Regions from separate parts of the Mus musculus genome. Here region 1 is linked to region 2. The links are chromatin contacts, called in public Hi-C maps. All regions are on one chromosome and are shown on one strand. The core of a region is the stretch at or near the end of the contact, and the rest is flanking DNA. Distances in the headings are between cores, read along the strand shown. Region 1 has its middle 8.6 kb from the start of Gm31977. Region 2 overlaps Homer1 (homer scaffolding protein 1).

The links. Hi-C and Micro-C count contacts between places; a contact is called where the count stands out from the background.
Region 1: a Hi-C map of cerebral cortex shows a contact between it and region 2, with 2.0 times the contacts expected there. The contact joins two enhancer-like sites. A contact is called at or near these places in 5 of 484 Hi-C or Micro-C datasets (the HL-1 cell line, cerebral cortex and embryonic stem cells), 1 of 115 datasets of contacts at active chromatin or transcription factors (embryonic stem cells) and 1 of 9 other capture datasets (embryonic stem cells).

What each region holds. Positions count from the first base shown.
Region 1 is chr13:93,603,953-93,609,923 of GRCm38.p6, reverse strand. No RefSeq gene overlaps it. Among named protein-coding and RNA genes, the nearest start is that of Gm31977, 8.6 kb to the right of the region's middle. Within about 2 kb of position 2,548, at least 10 of the 459 cell types and tissues checked have an H3K27ac peak or open chromatin away from gene starts, as enhancers often do. A contact at or near this core is called in cerebral cortex, where this site is marked.
Region 2 is chr13:93,395,608-93,402,073 of GRCm38.p6, reverse strand. It overlaps Homer1 (homer scaffolding protein 1), which reads right to left. Exons shown (of 10, transcript NM_147176.4): 10 at 1-33. Among named protein-coding and RNA genes, the nearest start is that of Gm6109, 50 kb to the left of the region's middle. Within about 2 kb of position 2,178, at least 29 of the 459 cell types and tissues checked have an H3K27ac peak or open chromatin away from gene starts, as enhancers often do. A contact at or near this core is called in cerebral cortex, where this site is marked.

The sequences.
Region 1 (5,971 bases), core at 1,299-3,798, 210 kb before region 2:
GGTTACCTAGTGTGGGACTCTAGCTTGGAACGTTTTCATGTCAGACACAGGACAAGGTCAAGGTTCCGGGCCACAGAAGTTCCTCTGCTGGCCCTGGCCTTGAATGGCATTATGGAGACTGCATCGCTGCTCCAGCGTACAGTGCTGCTCACAGTGGTTCAATCACCCCTCACAGGGTCCATTGCCCTGTCAGGCCTTCTCCTCTGAGCCTACAGGGTCAACAGGCTACTACAGTCAGTGTCCCTGGCCTCATGGAGGCCATGCCATTGTGCTCTCTAGGCTGGCCTGAAGTCATATGAGATGACAAAGAGACATCCCTCGTGTGTGTGAGACCTCTCCTCTAGTCTCATGCAGCTAAGAGTGCAGCCAAAAAATCCAAGGAGGTCACATTTTCCTGCCAATACCTAAAGAATTAAAGACAAGTTTTTAAAATGTGTTCTTCCACACTTAGACTATAAAATTCCAAATGATAGGGGCTGGAGAGGTGGCTCAGTGGTTAAGAGAACTTGTTGTTCGTCCAGAGGATCAGGGTTCCTTTTCCAGCACCCACGTGAAGCAGTTCACAATTGTCTGTAACTCCTGCTCCTGGGGATCCAACACCATCCTCTGGCTTCTGCAGACACCCCGCACACATGTAGCATACATGTATGTGTAAGCAAACACACATGAAAACACACATGTGCACACACATAAATAATTTTAAAAAGAAATTCCAAGTGATAAACCTGACAGAACTTTCCTGTGTAAATGAATTACTGACAGGTTCCAGGGTTCTTGGTAAGATCTGCCCTTGTCCCATCAATGGTTCACCAATGATGATATCACGCGAGAGTCATAACACGACCAACATTAAGCAGACGGTTTTGGAGTGCTACAAAAGCAAGATCAAAGTGTTCCCAAAGGCCCTTGGCATTGTGGGTAATATTAGTGGTGCTACCTTTTCTTGCCGTGGGAGATGCAAATGTAAAATATTTGCCAACAAAGACAAAGAGGCCTCTCTACTCTTCTTCCTCATTAGGAGCAGGTAGGCCTGCCGTGATGGACTTCCATGAACACTGCTGGCAGAAAGCCAATAATAAAGACCCATTCTAGACTATTCTCAATTCTCAACTATTCTAAACCTTCTCAGCCACATCATCAGACCCCACAGGGCAGTGCTCTTTATTCACTAAAGCTCTCTGAGCTGTTTTGCTCCTCAGGCAGGCATGTGATGCTCTGCAGATTTCAATAAGGTGCTGGCTTCCTGCCATTCCTGCCAGATGAAACTCTTTCTAGAAGTCCCTTTTCAGTGCTCAAAGTGATCCACCCACTTCAGTGCCCACCTTCACGTCACTTGGCCAAACAGCCTTGCTCTCATCCTGGAGAGTGTTCACAAGGCCTGCTTCTTTCCTGCAGTATCTCCTGGGGCCTATGCCTTAAGCCCTGTGAGGACAAGGACATTGCCCCGCTCATAGGTCACTGTGACCAAAGACTAGACAGAGGGAGGGGACATTTATTTGGGCTCGTGGTTACAGTTATGGGAGTGAAGGCACAGAAGGCATGGCAGAGAGTGTGGCAGAGGCTCTCACACCTGGTGAATCAGGAAGAAAAGTGTTAGATAGGTACCAGAAATAACTGTGATGGTTTGCATATGCTTGGCCCAGGGGGTGGCACTATTAGAAGGTGTGGCCTTGTTGGAGGAAGTGTATCACTGTGGGAATGGGTTTGGAGACCCTCCTCCTAGCTGCCTGAGGATGCCCAGTCTGTTTCTGGCTTCCTTCCGATAAAGATGTAGAATTCTTAGTATCTCCTGCACCATGCCTGCCTGGACACTGCAGTGCTCTCACCTTGATGATAATGGACTGATCCTCTGAACCTATAAGCCCGCCCAAATTAAATGTTGTCATTTATAAGACTTGCCTTGGTCATGGTGTCTGTTCACAGCAGTAAAACCCTAACTAAGACACCCACATTGAAGGCCCATGCCCAGAAGCCACTGCTGCTGTGTAGGCTGGGTGTCTCTAAGCATCACGGGGAAGCACATGTTCAAAAGCGTGAGCCTGCTTCAGCCAGACATTCCACATTTCAACCACAGCCTGCTATATGTAGCTCCTGCACATTCAAGAAGTCCAGGCACATATGAGGGGTTCAACAGTACCATTTGGAGGATTATTTGGGAAATAATGATGCTTCTACAGAGACATAGCAAGTGGAAGCCTATCAGTGTGGAGATGAGAGCCAGCATTTTACATCAGAGGAAAGCATGTGTGTGCATGTGCGTGTACATGCACGTGTGCCTGTTGGCTACTCATTACCTGCCTGGAAGTCTCAACTTCAAAAGCCTTCAGTTGTAGATGATACAATGTGATATAATAAATCATAATGTCAACTTTCGTAATTATAAATGTGTCATAATAAAAAATAAGTTGAAAGTCTTGGGGCCCAGTAAGAAATCTAAATGCATGAAACAGATAAGTCTAAAGTCTAAAGAGCACTGGATAGGACCCACTCCGGATCAGTCCAATCATTTCTCTCAACTCAAGTGAGAGCGCAACCAAATGAGCTGGAATTCTGCCAGAATGTGGTCCCAGCACAGCACAGGCCAAGTCCTGGATCCCAAATAACCTACCCACTCCACTCTGTAAAACAATTACAAAGAAATTTGCTCAGAGGCCAAACCCTCAACAATGCTGAAGCCTATTTCTCTTGCTTGGGCCGGCCTTCTGTTTCAGTTCCATTTCACAGCAGACCGCTCGGGTTTTCCACTTTCTTGCAAACTGCCCACAACAGAAAAGATTCCTTACTGTTCCTCCAACTGCTGTACCCAGTCCTCCCTCTTCCCACCCTTCTCCTTTGAGGCTTGTGCCTGCAGCCACCCACAGTCCGCATGGCATGTCCGTGTTCTTTCCTGCTCTTTCCCAGGCCCCGCCCCTCCAATTCCTCCTGCAGTCAGTGAAGCCTGACTGCCTCCTCCGGACGAAGGTCATCATCCTAGAAAATCAGAGTCATCCAAGGTGACCCAGCTCGCACCCTCCTTCCCTGCCAGTTTCCTCCATCAGTCCCTTCCGGCCAAGCTATGCTTAAACCAGGATTGCTTTCCACTCCAACAGCCCGGGCTCGGAGGTATCAGAGCCTCTGTGGCAGTGGTTCTCAACCTGTGGGTCACGACCCCTTTGAGAAGGTCAAATGATCCTTTCACAGTGATCAGGTATCAGATATCCTGCATATCAGATATTTCCACTAAGATTCATTACAGTAGCAAAACTACAGCTATGAAGTAGCAGTGAAATGATTTTATGACTGAGGGGCACCACAACATGAGGAACTGTGTTCAAGGGTCCCAGCATTAGGAAGGTTGAGAACCACTGCTCTGTGGTGTCTGGGGCCCGTGCTTTGCCCTTAGACTTTTTCAGTCCTTCAGTTCTATCTCACTCCATTCCTTTTCTTTGGCTAGGGCTTTGATCTGGCATCTTAACTAAATGTTAGAAACCTGGGGAGCTGCCCTGACTCAGGATGGAGGTCCTCGACCCCCGTGCTTGCAGAAGAAGTGGACAGACCCTCAGTATCCTGTACCCACTATACCCCCCAGGGGGTGGGGTTCATCACTGAACACTTTCCTGGCTGCACCTTCATTCCCTCCTCTCTTCTCTGCCGTGTGTTCTTGAAAGGCCTCCATTGGAACCCACGGTACACCTACAGGAAAGGAATAGAGCCCTGCTCAAATATGCCCACTTTCCATGAAGGGCAGGTCTTGCCTGAGGGGCTGTGTGGTGGAGTCTAAAGATTACCAGGAAGTGAGGGCAATATACCAACCTACTAAGTGTTGAAGGAAGGGCAAGAGCTGTGGATCCAACAGGCACTGAATGAATCTGATTGGCAGGTGGGATCAGCCATCTACTCCTAGTTCAGCCCACTGACTGGAGCTGAGTGGACACACAACAGAAGAATGGCAGACTGACCGGTCGAGACTGAGGGAGGCAGGCTGAAAACTGATGCAGTGAGTGCCTCCGACAAGCCAAAGGTTATTTACTGCTGCTCTTCCTCATGGAAGACAGGAAACTGTAAAGAGCCCTGAGTTTCTGAGGAGCCAAGGAACACTGCAGTAGGGAGGGAGAAGTAGAAGAGTAAGATACAGAGAATGTGGCAGGGCCACCCTCCCTACTGTGTGCCAGGCCAGGTGACACACAGGGAGAGTGTAGCAGGGCCACCCTCCCTACTGTGTGCCAGGCCAGGTGACACACAGGGAGAATGTAGCAGGGCCACCCTCCCTACTGTGTGCCAGACCAGGTGACACACAGAGAGAGTGTAGCAGGGCCACCCTCCCTACTGTGTGCCAGACCAGGTGACACACAGAGAGAGTGTAGCAGGGCCACCCTCCCTACTGTGTGCCAGGCCAGGTGACACACAGGGAGAATGTAGCAGGGCCACCCTCCCTAATGTGTGCCATCCCAGGTGATACACAGAGTGTAGCAGGTCAGCCCTCCCTACTGTGTGCCAGCCCAGGTGGCACACAGAGTGTAGCAGGTCAGCCCTCCTGACTAGGTGTCAGGCCAAGTTCATCCACTTCGTCTGAACAGCTGCTGCATCTTCCACATTTTTTTGTCTGCAACCTGCAGGGCTCCACAGGAGTCATCTTGGGCTAGTACGTTACCAGAGCAACGAATTACTGTTTACAAGGTAGATGAGAAAAGAAGAACAACATAGGGACAGCACAATATCTGAAAGAATGTGCAGAATGTTAGAAACATGAGGGAAAAAATGCTATCAAAAAACAAACAAAGAAACAAAATCCCAAGCCCACTGGAATGGGAGAAGGACGACAAATATCTTTAAGGTATAGACAAACAGCTGGAATTCTGACACATCTTCTGCCTGGAAAACAAGGGTGACACATCACACTACTGTGAAACATAAGTGCTATTACAGAACAATGTCTCCAGGTGACTGCCCAGGGGTATCCACCTGTCGGAAGCATATGACTGTCGGGATGAATCAGAGCTGTGTAAATTAGCCAGCGAGTACATTGTAGGCAGAAATATGTGTTGGTGAGAGACAGGAGCCTTGAATCTGTGGGCAGGAGTGGGCGTGCAGAGAATGAAAAACAGCCAGGAAAAGAACAAAACAAATTCCCAATTCTTCACTTTGACTGTGTGTGCAATTCAGTATCTGGGCCTGAGTTTTTAAACAGGATAAAACAACAACAACAACAACAACAACAAAAAAAAAAAAAAACCATCCAATAGCAACATCAGCTACAGGGCTAGTTAAACCCAGAGAACGGCTTCCGTGCGTCTCCCACCAGGGAGCAAATATAAGACAGACAGTGGTGTTTACTTTGAAGGAAACTCAAGTACACATTTCCTCAAGCGACTCAAGACTGTTCAAGCAAGCAGGCAGAGTGGTTCATTGATAAGAGCCTTTCAGGCTTCATTAAGCTTTCAAGTTGTAATAACCCACAGGCTCAACTTAGTGCTTAAGAGTGAAGAACAGGATGTAAGTCAGTATGAAGAGCACATTAGACCAAGGGCAGTGGTGCTCACCTGCAATAGTAGCAGAGGAGAGATAGAGGCAGTCGGATCAGGAAAGTGAGACCAGCCTGGGCTACATTTAGAAACCCGGTCTCTAAAAGCAAAATTATACAGAAAAAGAATGCATCGGCAGTTCAGGCTACACATGCAAACAGGATCTTCTCTTCCATGTTCCCTTTACCAATCCATAGATATTGTCCTTGGCAGATGTGGTCAGAGGCAGAAGGGGCTGGCGAGAGGGGAGCAAACACAAAGAGATCCCAAGGAAGAGGCCTGAGACTTGAGCCACGCACCGCGGAAAGTTGAAGAAGTGACCTTTCAGCCCATCCCATAACCCCCGATGGTATAAGAAAATGACCTGGCCATGATGTGTGTTCTGAGGTCCTAATGACTTTGATCTCAACAGGACTCTAAAGTCATAGTTTCCCACGTCCTCTTGGGAATCTTCAAAGATGTGAAAGGCT
Region 2 (6,466 bases), core at 929-3,428:
CCCCTCCAGGTCTTTATTTCGAATTTCAACTTCCTTCAGAAAGAAAAGTATAACACACATACATGTCAGTTCATCCTTCAGACGACAATGCATTCCTACCATTCCTAGTGTCCTCCTGTAAGTCTGACAATCAGGCTGTGCCTCTGACATTCAACTTCATACAATTTAAGGAGATTTGTATTCAGCCATCTCAGAAAGCCACGGCTTGGTTATGATACACCTGACCTCTCATCAATAGCAAACCGCTGCTCCTGTTTCACGCCATGCAGTTACAGGGCAAGCACAACACCCTTGTTGTGGAAGATTATGTACAACTCCATTTTATTGCTACTCCTACGTAACTGAGAAATAAGATGAGGGTAGGCAGAGACAAGAAGGAAGTAAGTTCTAACCAGTAACTCTAAAGTTAGAGTTAGAAAGGAAGCAACTCCCTAAAATGAGAGTGCAACTTGGTCTTATACTGATCCTGATCTCACAGTCAGGATCAAAGGAATGTATGTTTAAGAATATATAATTGTTCAACTCTAGAGACTAAAATGCATAGATACAGTAACTGCATGTAACAGAAGTATAAAGTTGCCAATTCTATGCTGGCAATCCAGGAAAGAGAGAAATGACAACAAGAAAGCAAAATTTTGTGACAACACAAAATCTATGGCAAATACTAGATAATGAAGCAAGTCCAAAAAGCCAAAATTACATGAGTGATGATTTAGCTTAAGCTTTAAAAAAATCAAATTTAGAGTTGGCTCAGCAGTTAAGAGCACTGGCTATTCTTCTATAGGACCAGGATTCAATTCCCAGCACCCACATGGCAGCACACATCCATCTGTAACTCCAGTTCCAGGGAATCCAATGCCATCTTCTGGCCTCCACAGGCATTGCATGCATGTGGTACATAAATATGCATGTTGACAAAACATTCATACACATAGAAATAAAGATGTAAATGAAGGAATTCTGCTGTTTGCATTAGGAATACTTTTTTCTCCATATTATTTTTTTTCACAATATTTTCAAAAATGGAAGCGTTTAGAGCCAGCAAGATGCTCACCAGATAAAGATTCTTGTTTCCAAAACTCACAACCTGGGTATAGTATTGCACACCAGTACTAGGGAAGCAGAGGCAGATAGATCTCTGTGAGACCAAGGTTAGCCTGGTCTACAGAGTGAGTTTCAGGACACCCATAGCTACATAGTGAGACCTTGACTCATTCACTCACATACACATACACCATACACACATAGTGGAAATTTACAATCCACTGTGGCAAACACATAATAAATATATAAATGTAATTAAAACATTGAAGTCTTGAGAAAAAGATTTGGGTAAACTGATTTGAAAACATTAAATAAAGTAACAATTGGCCGGGCAGTGGTGGCGCACGCCTTTAATACCAGCACTCAGGAGGCAGAGGCAGCCTGAGTTCGAGGCCAGCCTGGTCTACAGAGTGAGTTCCAGGACAGCCAGGGCTATACAGAGAAACCCTGTCTCAAAAAACCAAAAAAAAAAAAAAAGAAAAGTAACAATTGATAATCCTCATCATAACCATGTGATCTGACATTATAGCATGCTTAGATGAGCTCCAATGTGTAGAAGAATCAAGAGGGAAACAGCACAGCTACAGTTTATAACTTAAGAGTCTAACAGCCCAGTACAATCTCAAAGTGTTTGCTACTTGATGTTAGCCACTTCAACGTTAGTCTTGCATGTTTTTAATCAATCTTCGAATAATCTGCAAAGTGAAGACATCTAATAAAAAATTTGAAATTAATAGTAATAAATTTAGAAGCTAAATCCATAGAGGCTGTAAACTATTAGAGAGGAAGAAGTCCTGTGATCAAATGTGAAAATTGCACTCATGACTGCAGAGTGTTCTTTTGCATTTCAACAAGCTTAAGGATTGAATGTTTCCAGCTACAGAAATAGACTGAACGTCACTCCTCATCATGTCCAGCTCACAGCCACTGCCCAGTTTGCCCTCTACAGCGTCCCTTAGAAATGAAAGGCCCCTTGTTCTCTTCTCCACCCAATGTAACATCCAAACATTTTAAATGGAACCTCACAAAACACTATTTCTTCAGTTGTTTAAAGCCGCACTATACTCTTTAGATGAATGTCCTACTCCAAGACAGGCCTCTGTAGGAAATGTACTAGTTAGGTAACATAGCAGCACTCACACTATACAGATGGCTGTGACCTATTTTTAGATGGGGAGAATATGTTCTAGGTAAGAATAGATAACCTAGAGAGTAGGGGCCAAGTAGTGTGACTGAAGTGACAGCCAGCACTCGCCAGTCTCCTTCTGGCCTTTGCTGCTCTCCCCGGGCTTGCCTTCTACCATTGCTTTTGTCAGTTAATTTCCTCATCTTTAAGGCACACGAGGGCCACCAATTTCATGCTGCACATGAAAAAAAATAATAGAACAGAATCTCAAATTCCTTTGTTAAGAGACTCAAAATAGATTTTTTTTTTAAATTACATATTAAAACTATAGCCAATGGGACCGGCTATACTAATTTTCACTACATTTAAATCCTACACCATTCAATCTAAATAAAAGCCATACAAAAATTGTCTTGACATCTGCCTCGCAGATTATACTTAAGATATCAAGTATGCACTTAAGATATATCTTATAATAGACTATGAACATTTACACATATCAGGATATTTCAATCGACAAGAGAAGCGTCAATAACTCATATCTACACAGCAGTAAAAGAAATGTATGTATTTTGAAGACGTTATCTAACAATTAGTTGTTGGGCAGATGCAGTAGACACTAGGGATAAGTTATTCAGCATGAGTAAAATGGTCTTTACTTAATGATGTCTAGAAAGAAGATATTGGCAATAAAAAAGTAGAAGCTGTTTCTGAGTGGACAAAGTAGTAAGTGTTTGTACACTGACATCTGCCAGCTATCCTCCACAAACCACAGGAACATGCACTGAGAATAAAGTTGTGCAAATGTCAGGACTTCAACTTTACTGAAGACAGAGAACACCACAAGCATCAGAGATTGTAACAGTGTCTGCAGGTCTGTTTCTGGGTCACAGAGAGAGTGTGGGGCTGGCACAGAGAAAGACCTCTGCGACTGCCTAACCCTAAAACAAGAGCTGGGCTGGACAGAACAGATCTGCATTTGAGGGATAACCCCATGAAACTTGTGAGGCAGTCTTGCAAAGCCTCTTCAGAAGAGAATAAAAGACAAGGAGTCTCTAGGAACAACGAAGGGCAAACGAAACAAGACAAAAAGTTAAGCTCTTGTTATATAAAGGAAAATTAAAACAGTGAAACACACACAACCTATCTCCTACTGCTCCTCGGAAGAGGGTGTTTTGAACTATGAGTTTATAAATCACCTTAAACTGTCATTCTGTCCACAAAAATGCAAAGATACAGGACTCATTTATAAGCACAATCAATAGAAAATACTAAAAACTCAGTAAAACGAAAAAAATTCTTGAAACCAACTATGAAGCAGAAAAAATTCTTAATATAATATTCCATGTTGAATTAAAGTTTATATAAAATTATTCAAAAAGGAGCTTGAATTGTGCACCCAAAACTAGGGACACAAGGTTGGCCAGATGGCTCAAGGGGTTAGGAACACTTGGCTGCTCTTCCAGAGGACGTGGGTTTAGTTCCTAGCACACACATGGCAGCTGACAGAGTAGGTAACTCCAGTTCCAGAATATTCAATGCTTTCTTCTGGCCTTCGAGGGTACTACAATGTGATACAAAGGCAGAACATGAAGGCAAAACACCCATAAACAAAATAAAAAATCTAAAAAAAATTGAGCAATAACAAAAATAAGGATGCTACAAAAATACATTGAAAAATGGGAGAGTTAGTTAAATTGGTGAAAAAACACTAGAAAATTAAACAAACAAAAAAAAAATGGGAAAATCCCACCTGAATTGAATTATAAGGTAAATCAAATCAAAACAAATATAGCTTTTACTCACACTTATAAATTCAGTTATTATTCCTTAATTATATACAAAAATTTCAAGAGAATAAAAGAAATATAAAGTAGGGAAAACCAGAAAATGAGTATAATTAGATATGTTGCAGAAGAAAAATAATAAGCAAGAAGAAATATTTAAATTCTATGTGCAACATGTTTTACTAACCTTTTTGTCACTGGGGATATCTAGAAAAACTGAAGTAAGGCTCTCTGCCACTGAGCTCAGACCCTAAAGGAACCTGGAGGTGAAGGTCTTGGATATACAGTATTATTGTTGACACAGGGTCTCATTATGTAGCCCTAGATGGCTGTACCTTGTGACACAGACCAGGCTAACCTTGAACTCATAGAAATATGCTGTTCTTAGGATTAAGGATGTACACCACACCCAGCAGAATAAGGAAATTAAAATGGCCAACTAATACTTGGAAAAAAATGACTTTCAACAATCACTTTGAGAAATATATTGGTAAATTTAACTTTTTAAAACAAAAAAGAAAAAGAAGTCCTCATAGCATTCAAGCAAACCAAGCCCAAAACGTATTAAGGCAAGAGAACCACAACTGGAGTAAGACTTCTCAGCAACGACAAAGGCTGGAGCAGGGATGAGCAGTAAAAGCCCTGGCTCCAGAGGACATGGATTGGGTTTGATTCCAGCACACACATGGCATTTCACAATCATCGCTAACTCTAGTCCTTTTATGGACTTTAGGGGCACCAGGTACACACATGTGGTGCAAAGACATACATGTAGGCAAAACACCGATACACTTAAGTTAACATTTTAAAGATGAATAAGTAATTTGAAGTGACATATTAAAAAAGTAAGGCCGTTAGAGAGTCGTGACTGGTGGTGGTGAGTGCTGACTTGAATTTGCCTGTCCAGGACTCAGGTACCACAACATCATGGTCCATGTGATGAGAGCTAACTATGAGGAGATCTAGGAAGAAGGACTGGAGTCAAGAGCAGAGCTCCAACCCCAGTGCCCATGCCAGGTTCAATGGCTAAAACACTCATAGATGAGAGGCTGAAGTCTGAATCCCCAGAGCCCAGAGTAAATAAATGCAGCGTAGCAAGGCAGATAGTTTTAACTCCATCCTTACAAGGTCTGAGACAGGGGGTTACCAGAGCAAGCTGGTTAGCAAGCCTAGATGGGTGTGCTGTGGCTTTATTGAGAGACCCTGCTGCTACATCCACTCCAGTAGTGACTTGCTTGACAGGTTTAGAAACCTGGAAGCAGTCCCGAGGCAAAGAGTTTCCACGGAAACGTAGTCTCCTGGAACTGTGGCATCCCATAGCACGTATGCTCTAATTTTGTCCTTGCGAATGGATCTGTGTGCTTTCTTTCAGTATTGTTTTGTTATAGGTGCCTCCAAGCAATGACTTGCCAAAAACCTAAGCAAAATCGAACTTTGCTTCCTGGCCTTCACCAATGCCCTAGGCAGTCCTTGAGCCGACTCTGGGCTTGGAATTCAGTAACAGTGTTGCCTATTCAGTGACATTCAGAATTGCCTCTAGTATTGTAAAAGAGATAGTGAAAGAAATCAGGCTTTACTATCTACTACATAGAGTTAGAATTTCAGGGCAAGCTTAGCAACGTAAGTTTAGAATTCTTATTATAGTTATGTATGGCAGACTACATTACTTATTAGTAGAAAGTCCCCCACACTATCACTCAGAATAAAAGCCTAGTCACTCCCTTATACAGGAATTTACAATGGTTTAGGAAGTAGATCTAAACCTGTGTTTAGAGTATTGCATTATTCATGAGAAGGTTAGCTAGAGCAGAACTCCCTAATTAGAACCATGACTTGGGTGTGAAAGCCCTTGCCCTAGGAGTGTAATGACCTCACACCTGGCTTCTATGACTATAGCTGACCTTAGATAGAGCTGACTTTGTCTCAGTTGTTTTATTGCCCAGTTCCTGCCAGTCTTTGTGTTTGCATTCCTCTGTTTTGTGTAAGAGTCATTGAGCATCTGGTAACCTCATTTGTACCTTGCCGATGTGTCACCTAACTTCCCTATTTTCTTCTGTATAACATGTCTGATGCTCAATTTGACAAATTACATTAAGATTCAGCACACTCCCTTGTGTCCTGTCTGTTTGTCACCCACTTTCGACAACTCCTTCGCCCACCTGCAACTAGAGACCTACTCCTCGAAGATAGGAGACCCAAAAAAGGGGTTAGTCTGTGGCACCCTGCCTCAATGACTAAGTTGGAAAGCAATGCAGGACATATTCCTGATACCAACCACAGACTTCCACATGTGCATGCTCATCTATACACAGTAAAACCATGCACATACACAGACTACAAAGACACCCAGAAGGAAAGAGAGCAAGAAAAATAGCTCATTTTAGGACCATGGATGAGAAACTGTGAGATGAGCCTGGAATATCCACTGGCTCTGCAATGTGAAGTTCTTCAAAGAATGACACGGCCATGAAGAGGACAGGACCTAGACTGAAGGCTCTCCTTGGCCAAA